Regions from separate parts of the Urocitellus parryii genome. Here region 1 is linked to region 2. The links are chromatin contacts, called in public Hi-C maps. All regions are on one chromosome and are shown on one strand. Each heading gives the region's core, a stretch centred on a gene start, on an enhancer-like site or on the middle of the called end of the contact. The rest is flanking DNA. Distances are from core to core; before and after follow the strand shown. Region 1 holds the start of Sgo1 (shugoshin 1). Region 2 holds the start of Rab5a (RAB5A, member RAS oncogene family).

The links. Hi-C and Micro-C count contacts between places; a contact is called where the count stands out from the background.
Region 1: a Hi-C map of muscle shows a contact between it and region 2, with 4 times the contacts expected there. The contact joins the promoter of Sgo1 here to the promoter of Rab5a in region 2. A contact is called at or near these places in 2 of 2 Hi-C or Micro-C datasets (liver and muscle).

The regions. Positions count from the first base shown.
Region 1 is chr3:179,067,703-179,074,528 of mUroPar1.hap1, reverse strand. Sgo1 (shugoshin 1) reads left to right here and starts at 2,795. Exons shown (of 6, transcript XM_026395929.2): 1 at 2,795-2,936; 2 at 3,020-3,213. The coding sequence starts at 2,795.
Region 2 is chr3:178,868,695-178,876,494 of mUroPar1.hap1, reverse strand. Rab5a (RAB5A, member RAS oncogene family) reads right to left here and starts at 3,898. Exons shown (of 6, transcript XM_026395918.2): 1 at 3,547-3,898; 2 at 216-477. The coding sequence starts at 378.

The sequences.
Region 1 (6,826 bases), core at 1,546-4,045, 200 kb before region 2:
TACGTCGCGGGTGGGAGCTGCGTCGTCGCGTCACGTGACCCCTCCAGCCAGCCAATAGGTGAGCCCAGCGGAGAATTTCGAATGTGGTGGCGGTAGTTGCGGGTGATCGGAGACCGAGTCGCAGACCTGCCGGGCCCGGAGCGCGGGCCTCGCGCGTGGCGGGACAGCTTTGTGGAGCCTTGGGATGTGCGAAGGAGGGCGACAGCTTCAGCAGTCGTGGTAGCCCAGGTACCATTTTGGACGCTCCTGAGAGAGGCGGGTCGCCCGGCCCACTTCCGGCAACCCCCACCCCCCCATCGCTTCAGCTCTTCCTAAGTCCATCGAAGAAACAGATTGCAGGTTTTCAGGTGTGGAACTAGGGCGAGCGGCTCGTTCGTTCTTCCTGAGGGTCTCCGTATCTTATTAAATTCAGTGGCCTAAAGCCCAGACTGTGTGTCATACTGACCCGGCTTCGTTTGATCTCGCGATCATCACTTTCTGATGTTTTCGTTTTGTCTTCTGTTAAATAAAGGAGGACCCGAACGTCCTGCTTGCAGAATTGTGTCGATTATATAGATTAAGTAGTGTGCAAATAAAGCACTTACGGTAGTTAGAAGCTAGGCGTAACGTAAGGACGTAGAAAAATTGGCAGCTCTTCTGTGTGTGGCGCGGAACCATTGACATCCTTTCCTTGTCCAGGCATTTTGTTTTCTGCCCTTGCTGGCGCCTCCGCAGCATCCTTTAGAAAAGACTGGTAATCAGCAACTATTCTAGGTTCTTTTGAATACAGACCCTTCCCGAATACCATGACAGTATGACAGGCTTGAGACCTGTGACTTGTGTCTACTTTCATTTGTCCTACCACAACCCCCTGTTAACCACCATCCTCGTAGACAATCATTAAAACTTACAGCGAATTTATTATTTTAGTTTGCTTAGGTATATTAACGAAAACTTTTTACATAGGCTTTTGCTTTTAACATAGCTAACTTCAGTTACTTCATCTGTAAGGTTCTGAAACACCTCCAGTTCAAACTTTAAAAACTTCTTTGTGATAACTTTTATATAATCCACTTACTGTTAGTGCTTAAGAGTTTGCTCTTTGACTTCTGGAAACCGATATATTGTATTTACATTGGTAAGAGTAAAATATTTAGTCAGGATCCATAATATCTATTCAAATCCTCAGACACTTCATAAAGGAAAATAAGGCCTGGGGGAAAAACATGCAAGAAAATATAAGATTTAATAAAATATTTGACTAACAGAGATGAAGATATCCTTTATGATAAATTTGAAAATTGTATGAGTGGATTGTTGTTGGAAACCAGACTTTTTTAAAAAAATATATCTTTATAATTTATTTTTACGTAGTGCTGAGGATTGAACCCAGCGCCTCCTGTGTGAGGCAAGCGCTCTACCACTGAGCTACAGCCCCAGACCCAGACTTTTTTTTTTAGGATAAAAATTGTCTATAAAAATGTTTAGCATGCTGAAGTGTCTGGTGTGCAGCACTGAAAGATTATTACACTCACATTTAAAATCCTCAATAGCATATTACACTGTCAGTGCATGTTTTGCTACTTTTAACTGCATGTAGAACAATTACTATGTACCATTTACTATGTTCATAACTTCCTGGAAGTTTTAGCATTCTGGAGTTTTAGTAATAAATGAGAATACTAGCATGTTTCTCTGTCCCAGTTCCTTTTCTTTATAGGTCTTTGTTATAGCCTGCTAAAATTATAAATAGTACTGCATACTTTAAAACTTTGAGGATCACCTCGACTTTCTTGTGTGTACCTATCTTAAATGATGCTCAGTTAAAACTGTGGGAAAGAGACAAGTAACTGAGTGACTTAATTTAATAAATGAATAATTAGAGAAAACAAAACCCAGCTATGTATATAATTGCCTCTAAACTAATGCTGCAAGCCTAAGTACTAAAAGTTGACCGTCAACATTGTAAGAAACAATAATAATAATGGCATCAAAATTTAATAATAAGCCAGATATGGTGGTACACGCCTATAGTCCCAGCTACTTGGGAGGCTGAGGCAGGAGGATCACTTAAGCCCACTGAGTTCAAGACCAGCCTAGACAACATAGGGAGACTGATTCCCCAAATAAAAAGGAAAAAGTAAAAAAAGAAAAGAAAACCCAACAAAATATTATTTAAGCATTTCACATAGTGCATATAATATAATAAGTCTCCAATGATTATCTGGTAAAGAATGAGTAAGTTGGGTCAGACACAGTGGTACACACCTGTAATCCCAGCGACTGGAGAGGAGGCTAAGCAGGAGAATATAAGATTGAGGCCAGCCTGGGCAAGAATGAATAAGTAATATTATGGAATCTTTGGATTGGAAATCAATATTCAATAAAGCTTTCATATAAAGTGGCTGAAGAGGAAAGAATTATGTCAAAAATATTGAGATTTTATAAAGTTTTATGTGCATATAATGAAGATGATTCTAACATCTGATTTTTTAGTTTGTGTTTTGATAGGAGAATGCTTATATGTTGCCCAGGCTGGCCTTCAACTCATAATCACCCATGCCTCAGCCTCATGAACAGCTGGAATTACAGGCATTGGCCATAGCACCTTGCATTAATGAGATTTTAAAGCTGTAAAATCTATGTTATAATCGGGTTAACCAGCTACCTACTTTGAGCTAATTCTACAGTTAAATCTCTACTTAATCCCTTACTTATGAACAACCTGTATTTTCAGTTTTAAATTTTATAATTGATACTATTGTCTCTGGGAAAAATTACATATTTTTTATTGTTTTAAATTTTTAGGCAAAAGATGGCTAAGGAAAGGTGCCAGAAAAAATCCTTTCAAGATAGTCTTGAAGACATAAAGAAGCGAATGAAAGAGAAAAGGAATAAAAACTTGACAGAGCTTGGCAAACGCAAATCCTTCATAGCTGCACCGGGCCAAGTACTCAGTAAGAGATTTTTATGTCATCCTTTTACACCACTTTTAAAGTTTAGATTTAATAACTGATATATTTATTTTATCCTCTTTTAGACTTCACTTCTACACTGCTGAAAAGTACCCAACAAAACAACAAAATGTTAGTTTTAGCTTTGGAAAATGAAAAATCCAAAGTGAGGGAAGCCCAAGATATCATCCTGCAGCTGAGAAGAGAGTGTTACTACCTTGCATGTCAGTTATATGCATTGAAAGAAAAACTTGCTTCACAACAAACAAAAGCTGCTCAGGTATTTTTATTACAAAGGCTGAATTTCTTAGGGGGGAAAACATGAATAATTTGTTTAGATCAGTTTATTATTTAAATTAATTACAGATATCTCTGTTATTAGTGAATTGTTTCTTTTCCATGCTCCAGCACAGGTATTATGTATGGCCAGTTAAGAAAGCTTCAGTCATACAGGTGATTGAAGGTTGTACCTATCTAACTTGGTTTTGAAACAGGTAGCAAGGCAACTTGCAGAAGGTATAATTTAGCCTTTACACTGTTGGTCCCCTTCCAATATTCAACTAAGTGAATAAAAGGGCAACTAAGCTAAAGGCTAAAGTGTGCTAGTTGAGTGGACTAGTCCAAAAGTTTAAATCAGTGCTAACTTGAGTTTTATCTTTCCTATGTAGTTTTGCCATCTGGTGGGGTTTTATAAGAATCGCCTTTATTTAGGGCATGGGGAGTATTTAAATGCTTTTTGGAGACTCATTTTCAACCTACTAGTTGGCTAAATAAGGAAGAGTATCCTTAACACTTAGACAAGAAAAATCCTGAATATTTTGCTGAGCAAATTTTTAATCTGATTCTGTTTGTGTCCAAGGTTGTAAAGAAGGGACTCAAATATGGTTCTGCCAGCCAAAATATAATAGACATGGACAAAGTTTGCTTTAGGATATTCTTTGTGTCTCATTGTATGATAATCCTGAGAAGAATAATGATGAGCCAGTTTCTCCTTCCCTTTGTCCAGAAGCCACTGCCAGGCAAATTACATGAGGCAGAGAATGAGAAAAGCAGTGGTGAGTGTCAAGTGTTAACAGGTCGGTTTACTTTCTTTCCAGTGGCTGTCTATTTGCTGTTTGAGTGAAGACAGCCACATTGGCACTTGGGCCAGATAAGAAAGTCAGACTACAGTGGTTGAGTTAAGACTATAGGGGTCACGATTTGAGAAAAAGAATTAAAATCACCACTCAGTTGATAGAAGAAGTTAGTGAATGATTCCTTATTTTAATACATATGACATAGACACATGTGTAAATATATACATATATATATACATGTATGTGAAATATACATATAAATGTTGAAAATTGCCTCTATAAAGATTAGATATGGGACTGAGGTTCTGGCTCAGTGGTAGAGCGTTCACCTAGCACATTTGAGGCACTGGGTTCAATCCTCAGCACCACATTAAAATAAATAAATAAATAAATAGATAAAGGTATCTGTAACTAAAAAAAAAAAAAATTAAAGGATTAGACATGATTTCTTCACTTTTGTGTAGAGATAGATTCTATTTTTTAAAAAGTTTTTCCTTCAGGATATAATCTTAAAATTTTCTTTTCTTTTCCTTTTTTAGTCAACTAATAGGGGAAAAAAAATTCCCCTAAAGGCATATGAATCTTCCTCCTCCCTTTCCAAAGTTTTTGCTGAAATCACACAGAAATAGTACAAAATGAATACTCAGTGACATCATTGCAAAAACAGTGGAGAGAGAATTCTGTCATTTTTAGGCCCTTTAACATTTATCAATGATTTTTGACCATTAAAATGTGTTGTTAGTTGCTAAGCAGATGGATTCTTAGCATTTAAAATATCCAAGCTTATTTTCCATCATATACTTATTACATGTTGTCACTCATTCTCAACATCAATCCGTACTTGTGTTTCAGTGTTTAAGTCAATTTAGCAGTTACAGAAAAACTTAAAATACTTAAAATTGCCTGTAAGTAGTTAGTCTACAAAAATTTCCAAGTCTTTTGTTCCTAAGTTTTATAATGTATCTTCTTAATATTACTGTATAGTTAAATATTCCTTTCTCCTTTATTTACATTGATTAATAATACTGTTTTCAAACATTATTTATTTGATATTAAATTGAAAATTTTTCACAAGGATTAATTTCTAATGAATAGTTTTAGCCTTTTAAGTAAAAAGTCAATATATGTTCATCACATTTTAAAAATCAATTGAATTGAATTAAATTAGAATGATATCTTAGGAATCAGACTGGGACTCTAATTAAAAGCCAAGCCTAATGCCTCAATTCCATTCTTCCCCCCTTGTTTAGGACTGTGCTCCTGGAAATTTGGTCTTTCCTCCCCATGTTCCGCCTCCACTGGATCAATCTAGCCATCATACAAAGGTGCTTTAGTATTTCTTGTCTTTAGAGGAAAAGGAAAATAAATGAAACCTCTCCTGGTCACCTATCTCTCTCCCTCCTCATGTCTCTACTTCCCTTCCCAGCAGAATTTTTCCAGAAAAAAAAAAAAAAAATACATCCACTGCCTTAAATTCCTCACCTTCCATTCACATTTCAGACCACTTTTATCTGGCCCCTATTCCTACTATTCTATTTTTGCTCTGTATCAAGATGACCAAAACTTCCACTTTAACCAGTTCAGTGGTCACTTCTGTTTCTTGACCTAGCGATCATATGCAACATAGGTGGTTCTTTACTTGAAAAGTTTGTTGTTCTTAGATTCCTTGACATTATCCTCCACTAGGTTTCTTGTTGCCTTTCTGACTGTTGCATGTCAATCTCCTTTACTGGCTGATGCTTTATGTTTAAATGCAATTGTCTAGACTTGACTCATCCTTTCCATAGCTTTATATATTGTCTATCTGCTGGTGACTTTCAAATTCATGGCTCAAGACCTAAAAACACATACACACACACATACACAGCTACTAGATATCTCCACTTCAAAGTTTAGAATCTCAAAACATGCTTTCGACAAAGCACAACTCTTTGCTTTCCCTCTCCCAGATTTATTGTATGCTTCCATCTCCCTCAATAATTCTTGCTCATCTCTGTAAAATAGCTTACTTCTTTGATCAGGCCAAAACCATAAGAGCTTCCTTCTACCTGCCCTCACCTATATCCCTATTCAATCTTTATGCATGATTTATTATCTCAGAACCTTCCAGTGGGATTCACCACCAAACTCTTTCAACCTTTGGCCCCTTTTAATCCATGCTTCACACAGTGAGTCAGACTAATGGTTTGGTTAGGTTTGGTTTGGTTTGGTTGCAGTACCAGGGATTGAACCCAGAGCCTCACACATGCTAGGCAAGCACTCTACCACTGAGCTGCATCCCTGGCTTTTTTTCTCCCTAGTAATGGGGATTGTACAATCATTACTTTACTCTCCTTGAACTATTAAGACCTCTGCATTTTGCCACACAGAGGAGACTGACATGGAACAATCAGGAATGTAAAAAATAAATAAATACATACATACATAAGGGAATATGATGCCAAGAAACCTAAGACATGATCGTTTTCAAGTAAAGGGGAGTTTCCTATCTCTGAACTACATTCCCAGCTCTTTTTTATTTCATTTGATCCTGAATCTCACTAACTTGTCCAGCCTGGCCTTAAACATGGAGTCCTCTTACCTGGGCCTCCCAAATCACTAGAATTACAAGTGTACATCAATGATCTTTTTAAAGCTTATCATTTTATTTCCCTGCTTAATATTTAAATCACTTCCTATCACACTTAGACTGAATTTCAAACTATGGCTCCCAATGCCCTATGTTATCTGGCTTTCCCATGTACACCACCTACTGTTCTCAATGACTATGTTCTAGCCACATTGAACTATTTTTCTAAAACACAGCAACATTATGAC
Region 2 (7,800 bases), core at 2,649-5,148:
CAACCATGTTGGTAATTAACCAGGAACCCAAAATATAAAAAGATGCCATCTTAGCAAAAATCAAGATTGGTTTTAAAGCATTGAGTCTGCTGGAACAGCTCTTTTCTTTCCTGAATAATCTATTTAGGTATTCATAATCACCCATTTGGAACACAAAATACTTTTTGTCAATGCAGGATTAAACTAAATGATGCAAGGAAAAAAGAGGCTCTCACCCCCAATAGTACTCTCTTGAAATTCATGAAACTGGCCTTTCACGAAACGAAGGACTAGACTTGATTTGCCAACAGCAGACTCTCCCAGAAGTACTAGTTTGAACTGGCATATTTTATTTCCAGTGTTTGGCCCATTTGGTCTTGTTGCTCCTCGATTAGCCATGTCCAAATTTGAAAGAAGTTTCTAATTTCAGACTTCTAAATGCACTTCCAGGATGCAAAGTGTCAATTTTTTTTTTTTTCTTTCTGGAGGTCAAGAAACCTGTGAAGAAACACATATAAATTAAATATATGAATCAGTGAAACAAAGCAAGCCTAGTACTCATGACTTTCAACTGGACATTCAATGCCATTTACTTTATTTTACAATAAGTAATTTAAAGGCATAAGATTCAAGTACCTTGATCACTTTGTAATTTGTAAAATCACTTTGTAATTTTCAGTGCTTTATTTTTTCTAAAGTTAACTTTCTTAGAAGAACATATCCACTGAACAATATAAAGTACAATACTTATAAATGAGGAAACTAAGGTACAGAAAAGTTAAGTAACTTGGCTGAGGTCATACAGTAACTATGACAGAAGTGAGACAGAGCTGAGTTTCAAACCCAGGCAACCTGACAGGTAACTCAAAGAGTTCAGTTTTTAAAGCTGGACTACATGGGTTAAAATTATAAATGGAAAACTTCTGCAATACAACTTAGAATTCAGTATTGGAAGGTCTCTGTTAAATATCTTTTTTTTTTTTTTTTTTTTTTTTTTTTGAGAATTTTAACATTTATTTATTTTTCTTAGTTCTCGGCGGACACAACATCTTCGTTTTTTGTATGTGGTGCTGGGGATCGAACCCGGGCCGCACGCATGCGAGGCAAGCGCGCTACCGCTTGAGCCACATCCCCAGCCCCCTCTGTTAAATATCTTAAGTTGATGATAATTTTAGGGCAACAAATATTTTAAAGCTCCCAAGTTTGTGTGCCTAGTTGATAAAACTAGCCTGAATAACAGATTCTATCTAATAATGCTAATTTTCAATCTCAAAGAAATCAGTGAATATTTGAAGTATTCTCTTTCAGTTTACCCACAAATCAATAGTTCACTCCCACCTTTAACGAAAATCTAAATATAGCCAGGCGTGTGGCACAAGCCCAGCAACTCTCAAGTTATTTGGGAAACTAAAATAGGAGGATCCCAAGCTCACAGCCAGTCTCAGCACCTTAGCAAGACCCTGTCTCAAAATTAAAAAAAGGACTGGGGACTGTGGCTCAGGGATAAGCACCCCTGGGTTCAATCCCCAGTGTGTGTGTGTACATAAACACATCTAATTATATTCTTACTAATAAAATACATTAAGTTAATGATTCCCTCCTAAAATCCTTGCTATATTTCATTTAGCCACCTAATAAATTTGCGTTCCCCACAAAATATTTTATATAAGAAACACCTTCAACATGAATTCATCATTAAAATATCCATGAGATTTCAGTTCTTAAGACAGCAAAATCACCTTTACTCAAATGCTAGCGCTGAAGAATCCTTATCTTTTACCATACATGCTGACATATTTACAGTTGAAATGATATGATGCTTAAGTTGCTCCCAACCAATAGGATATTAATAAAACTACCAATTCACTTCACCCTCAAAAATATAACAGATTTGGGAGTCTAATCTTGGCTATACCAATTTTTACTTCTTTAAATTTCCAAGGCTCTATTTCCATAATACCCAACTTGCAAAGCTGTTATGAGAACTGAAGGAGACAATATATGTAAATAACCTCTAATACACTGCCTACTATATAGCAGTTTATGAAACTGGCAATTAAAGGTAGCCCTTTGATAAAACAATGCCCATACATCAATATTGTCATGCAGAGCAAAAATGTACCCAACTCTCAAGACACACATATTATCAATTTAAACACTTGCAAATTTAATCTACAAAACAGTAAAAAACTTATCAAGGACAACATGCTCCAAATTTCTATGACACTTCCAAAATTCAGGGAAAATAGGAGATTCCCAGAGAAAAATCAAAAAAGATTCTCATTTAGCTTTGCTTTTTAAAATAAAATGCTATCGAATCACGAGTACTCCTAAGGATCTCAAGCAGAAAACAAACTATATTTAATTATATAGTTACGGTAACATTAAGGTTAAAAATTACATTCAAGGGTTGGGGTTGTTAACTCCATGGAGTGCCTGCTTAGCACACAGGAGGCCCTGGCTTCAATCCCCAGCACCACACACACAAAATTATGTGCAATCAATCAAATCACTTGTACTCACTACTGAAACTTTTGTTCTTCAAAAGGAGGATTCTGCATAATATGTATTTCAAATTTTTAAAAACCAACGTGAATTCGGTACTTAAAAGTCCTTTTAGGTGTTCTTCAATCCAATACTTTGTGGGCATTTAATTTGTGCAGAGACTGTTCTATGTACTTCTCTTGCAACAATCCTGCCAGTTCAAATTATCTCTATTTTACGTTAAGAATAAAGATTCTGGACGGTCCTGAGTATTCCCAAATACACTTGGGTAGCTTTTTCGTATTAGGTAAAAGGCAAGCTGATTCCATTTCAGCGAGACAAAAAGTAAGTATGTGAACTATGACGTTCAGCGTTTAAAAGGTCTGGAAGTCTCAGGGAGGTAACCTGCTTCCAGAGAAGAGAATATTAGAGCAAGTTTCATGGTTTCTGCCTTCTGAGGGAGTTCAGAGGCCCAATTGTCTTGAATTTCCTTAAAGCCGCGGTTCACCACCTGCCCTAAGATACGAAAAAAGTCTCGGACCAGTTTATTTTGACCAGCCTCCCATCGCTTCCATTACCCGTCTTTGGAAGTCGCAGGTAGGCGGAGCTCCCCAAATCCACACCTGCTGTAGGCCCCGGCTCCCGTCTGGAGACCACCTGAGTAGCTGAGAGCCAAGCCCGGCTGGCTGGCGCGAAGACACGCACCAGCCCCTTCGGTGGCCTTTCTATCCTCCCCTGACCTAGCTTTCACTGCGACCCTTCGGACTGCCAAGGCAGGGGGCCGGCGGAACCGCGGCCTCCAGGACTCTTTCCACGGCGCCATCTTGAGAAGGGAAGAGGGTGACACCCGTCGCTCCCTGAGCTAGTCCCCAAATCTCTGTCTTTGGAGCTCCTTGAGGGATGAGTCACCAGAACTGGCAGGACAAGGCGCCGGGTTCAATAGCTCTCTGGTCCAGAGGGATGATGCGCGAGAGGGAGGAGGGGCTGGAGGCTCAGAGCGCGCAGGGCCGCGGACAGGCTGGAGACCGCGGATAACCTGGGGTCCCGGGCCGCTCTGCGCAGGGGGAGGGGCGGCTTGGTTACCTGAGACCGCGCCACGCGGAGCCGCGGGGCCGCAGCTTCCTGGTGTTAAGGCCCAGGCGTGGCCCGAAGGACGAATGAGGCTGTGGCTGCGGCGGCGTCTCCTCCTCGCGCCGCTCCCCTCACACTGGACGGTGAGGAGCTGGAGCCGTGGTGCCGCCCCTGTCGGGCTCCGTCTCCGCCTCTCTCCGCTCCGCCTTCCTCCTTCCTTTCTCCTCCTCCTCCGCCACCGCTGCCGGCGCTCGAGTTCCGACTGATTCTTCCTCCTCCTCCCTCCTCCGCCTCCTCCCCTCAGGCCGGCCGCCGGCTCCTTCACAAACCAAAACACAAACACTCTGGTCCCGGCGCTGGAGCCACTTCCGCCGCCCAGCACCGACCCCGCCGCCACGTCGCTGCACGCAGCGAGCTACGCCACTTCGTCACTTCCGCCGTCGCTTAGTTGCCCGCACCTCCGCCCTTTCCGATCCCTCTCCGCCAGGGCCTGGGGGCGGGGCAGGGCGGGGCGACTGTCACGTGAAGCCTCCGAGCCGCCCGGGAGGGATCGGCTGTCTGTCTCCGCCTCCGCCTCCGACACCCCGGCGCGCGTCCCCGCCCTCGCCAGCGCCATTGTTATCTGGGCGGGGATCGCTGGGTTTGGGTCCCGGCGGCAGGACGGACTATCTCCCACGTTGTTCTGCTTTCGGAGAAGACCCAAAGCCTTTGTGTTTGTTGCGCTCAGCCTCTGTGGGGCGGCGAGATGAGCCCTGAATATTCGCTCACAGACACCCCCCCCACCTCACCCCACCTCATAACATCTCTGTCCTGGCAACTCAGCAAAGGAGCTTTTTTGAGGATCTTATCTAGTAGGAGAGGTACCTCCCCTCAATACGTCCCAGGGGATCAGTGGATCTGGAAAGAGCAGTGAATTGTGTTAACTATTCTGGGGAGAATAGGACCTCCCCATCCCAAAAAGTATATGTAGAGATGGTGAAATATGAGAATAATAACGAGCTTTTTTGGGGGGGGGGATATTTATTTTGGTAGAGAGTAGGAAGGGGCAAATCCTAAACCAATAGTTCGCTTTTATTAAGTTTCCCTTAGAGAGTTACTGTACCAAAAGCTCTACAAAAATTATCCCATTTGATTCTTAACACTGCGATTCTTTCATTCGGAAACCAGCTCCTCGCCTATCTCCCTGCATTTGGATGTTAACCTCAAAAGTCATCCTCACCGCTGTAAACCCATGGTTTTAACACACTACCTGGCAGCAGGGAAACCTGGGTCATGGTTGTGGAATTAATGAATGAGGCGTGCCTGCTTTACAGGTAAAAGAATTTGAAGTAGAAGAGATTGAGTAACTTGTCCAAGATCCCTGCCTATTTGTGATGAAGCTGGATTCCAACCTGGGGCCTAGCTCCAGAATGTGAGTTCTTAAACAGGATTCTAGTGAGAGACAGCCCAAGGTGTTCATTACCTTCAACAGCAGACCTACTTAAGACAGGCTCTTTGGGTTAATTTTTGCACCATAGTCAGTCTCTAGTGGGGTGTTTGAAACACAAACAAAAGCAATTTGATTGAAGAATGTTAAATTGATTTTTCCTCAGAATAAAGGCTACTTTTCAGTTTGCAGTTCATAATTTGTAGCCCTCTTGTGAGGACATAAATATTATTGAAGTACACCTCGGCTATGGTATTCTGTGGGTGCTCATTCAACATTGTGCAATCAAGATGATTTGAACCTTTCAACAGTCTCAAAAATCAACTCTCCAATCACCAGAAGAACAGAATGCGTCATATGGAAATGGTATCTGTGGCACTCTATCCCCAAGGGGTTATTCCAATGTGATATACTAGTCATGGTAATAGCTTATGCTCAGTCCCAGGAAGAATCAGGAAATAGGTTATGTCACATCAGTTTTGTCAACAGCATGTCCCAAACCAAACCTATTCTGATTCACACCTGCTTCTGCTTGGTGACTAACATTAACTGCTTCCCAGTCACTCAGACTTGGAATTGCAGCATCATTTTCAACTCCTCCTTGTTACACTCATACATCATCATTCATTCTTAGCACTAAAAATTCTCTAATCCCCGAATTTGAGGTCTAATCCCAATGTGTGGGCCATGAGAAGGATTCATATGAACTGAAATTAATGCATACTCCTGCTTCGTCAATCCTTTCTTTACACTTAAGCCTGTCACTTTCCTACTCAGAAATGTTCAATGTCATTTCCTTATTTGATAACTCTTCTATTTCTTTAGCTTCACTCTCCCCGAATTGTGGCATTGTCTTCTGACCACCAGTATGTATCCTGTGTCCCCTGAATATTGCTTATGTGTTCCCATTTTGGCATCTTTGGTCACTTTTTTCTCTACCTGAAACACCATTACTGTCCATAATGGCTAGACTTACTTTGGCCAGAATACCAGTTCCTCTAAACTCTAGATAGCATTTAAGTCTTCTTGTATTGGATTTAATTACCTTATTTCTGTAGTTTCATACTATGGAAGAGTTTTACTGCTTCCAAAGAGTTTTAATGCTTCCAAAATTGGCCTTATTTTATATTTAGCTTTTTATTTCTTTAGGATTATAAATTTTTAAGGATCAGGACCATCAGCTATTCATCATTTCCTCACAGAACTCTGGTTGATTTATTAGGGTCCTCTAAAGTATTTGTGAACTTAATTACATTTAGAATGATAAATATTGAACTTCAGAAAACCTCACAATGTCAGATACTGAAATTTATGAATTGCTAGAAACTCCCTATCTGAACATGCTAGAATATTGCTTCCGCATTCATTTCTGTCTACAGATTTTGTCTTTTAATTCACTTCTTCATAAATAGATTCCAAACCAGATATAGTGGCACACACCTGTAATTCCAGTGACTCAGGAGGCTAAGGCAAGAGGATCTCAATAGAAGCCAGCCTCAGCAACTCAGCAAGGCCCTAAGCAACTTAGCGAGACCTTTTTTCAAAATAAAAAATAAAAAGGGCTAGGGAAGTGGCTTAGTGGTTAGGCCCCTGGGTTCAATCCCTGGTACCAAAATAAATAAATAAATAAAATACATTCTACATTATTTTACAGTTTAATTATGTTTGGGTGGTGCTGACCCAGTGGCTAGCACCTCTAAAGATCTAGCAATAGTTTTGTTTTATTGATTGGTTGGTTATTCCCAAGCCTACTTACCATGTGCTGTATTTACTGGTAATTTTGGAGAAATTAAAATGCCACATAGTAGGAGGCTTGGTTATTATGGCCACTCACAATATGCCTGTGTATTTCTTTTTCCTAACCTGAGAAGATTGAAGAGGACTGATAATTGTATACATTTAATGTCAAATGTGAGCTCTTATAGATGACAGAATTTGTTAAGCAAGCTACAAAATGGATGGACCTAAATCAAGTCATATAAATTTGAACACTGCCTCTTCTCACCCTCAAATCTCCAAACACTAAATCACAAATTCCCAGTACCTGGCTTTTCTCACACTGCGTAGCACCACATAGCTTCTACCTTCTCTTCAGGAAATCTTTCTTCCCTTGTGTACCTGAAGAACAAATTTTTGTATAAATTGTAATAAATACTTATATTCATATTCCTTTTTTTTTCTTTTTTTTATTTGTAGTACTAGGGATGGAACTCATGGCTTCCTGCATGCTAGGCAGATGATCTACCACTGAGCTACATCCCCAGCTCTTTTTATTTTTTAAGACAGGGTCAAGATGAGTTTGAGGTCAAGTTGGCCTCAAATTTGCAATCCTCCTGCCTCAGCCTCCAGAGTAGCTGGGATTACAGGTGTGCCACTGAGTCTGGCTTTATATTTACTCTCTTTTTTTTTTTTTTTTTGCAGGGCTGGGGACTGAACCCAGGGCTTCAGGCATGCTAGGCAGTTCCTTTACCACTGAATTACATTTACCCTTTACATTTACTTTTTTTTTTTTTTTTTTTTGCTACTGGGGATTGAGCTCAGGGTTCCCACTCCCCACACACGCTTTTTAAAATTTTGACATAGTCTTATTAGGCTTATGGCTTTTGTAAGTTGCTGAGACTGGCCTCAAACTTTCAGTCCTCCTGCCTCAGCCTCCCTAGTCATTGGAATTATATACGTGCACCACTGCACTGGTCCTTTACATTTACATTAATTGAGACTATTTAATTTTTTTTTCTGGGGACAAACCAAATGGTAGTTCTAATATAAGTCATGATGTTAAGACATGTTTGAAAAGCCATGGAAACCTGAACTGGTCATGTTTAAAATGCTTGTGTATG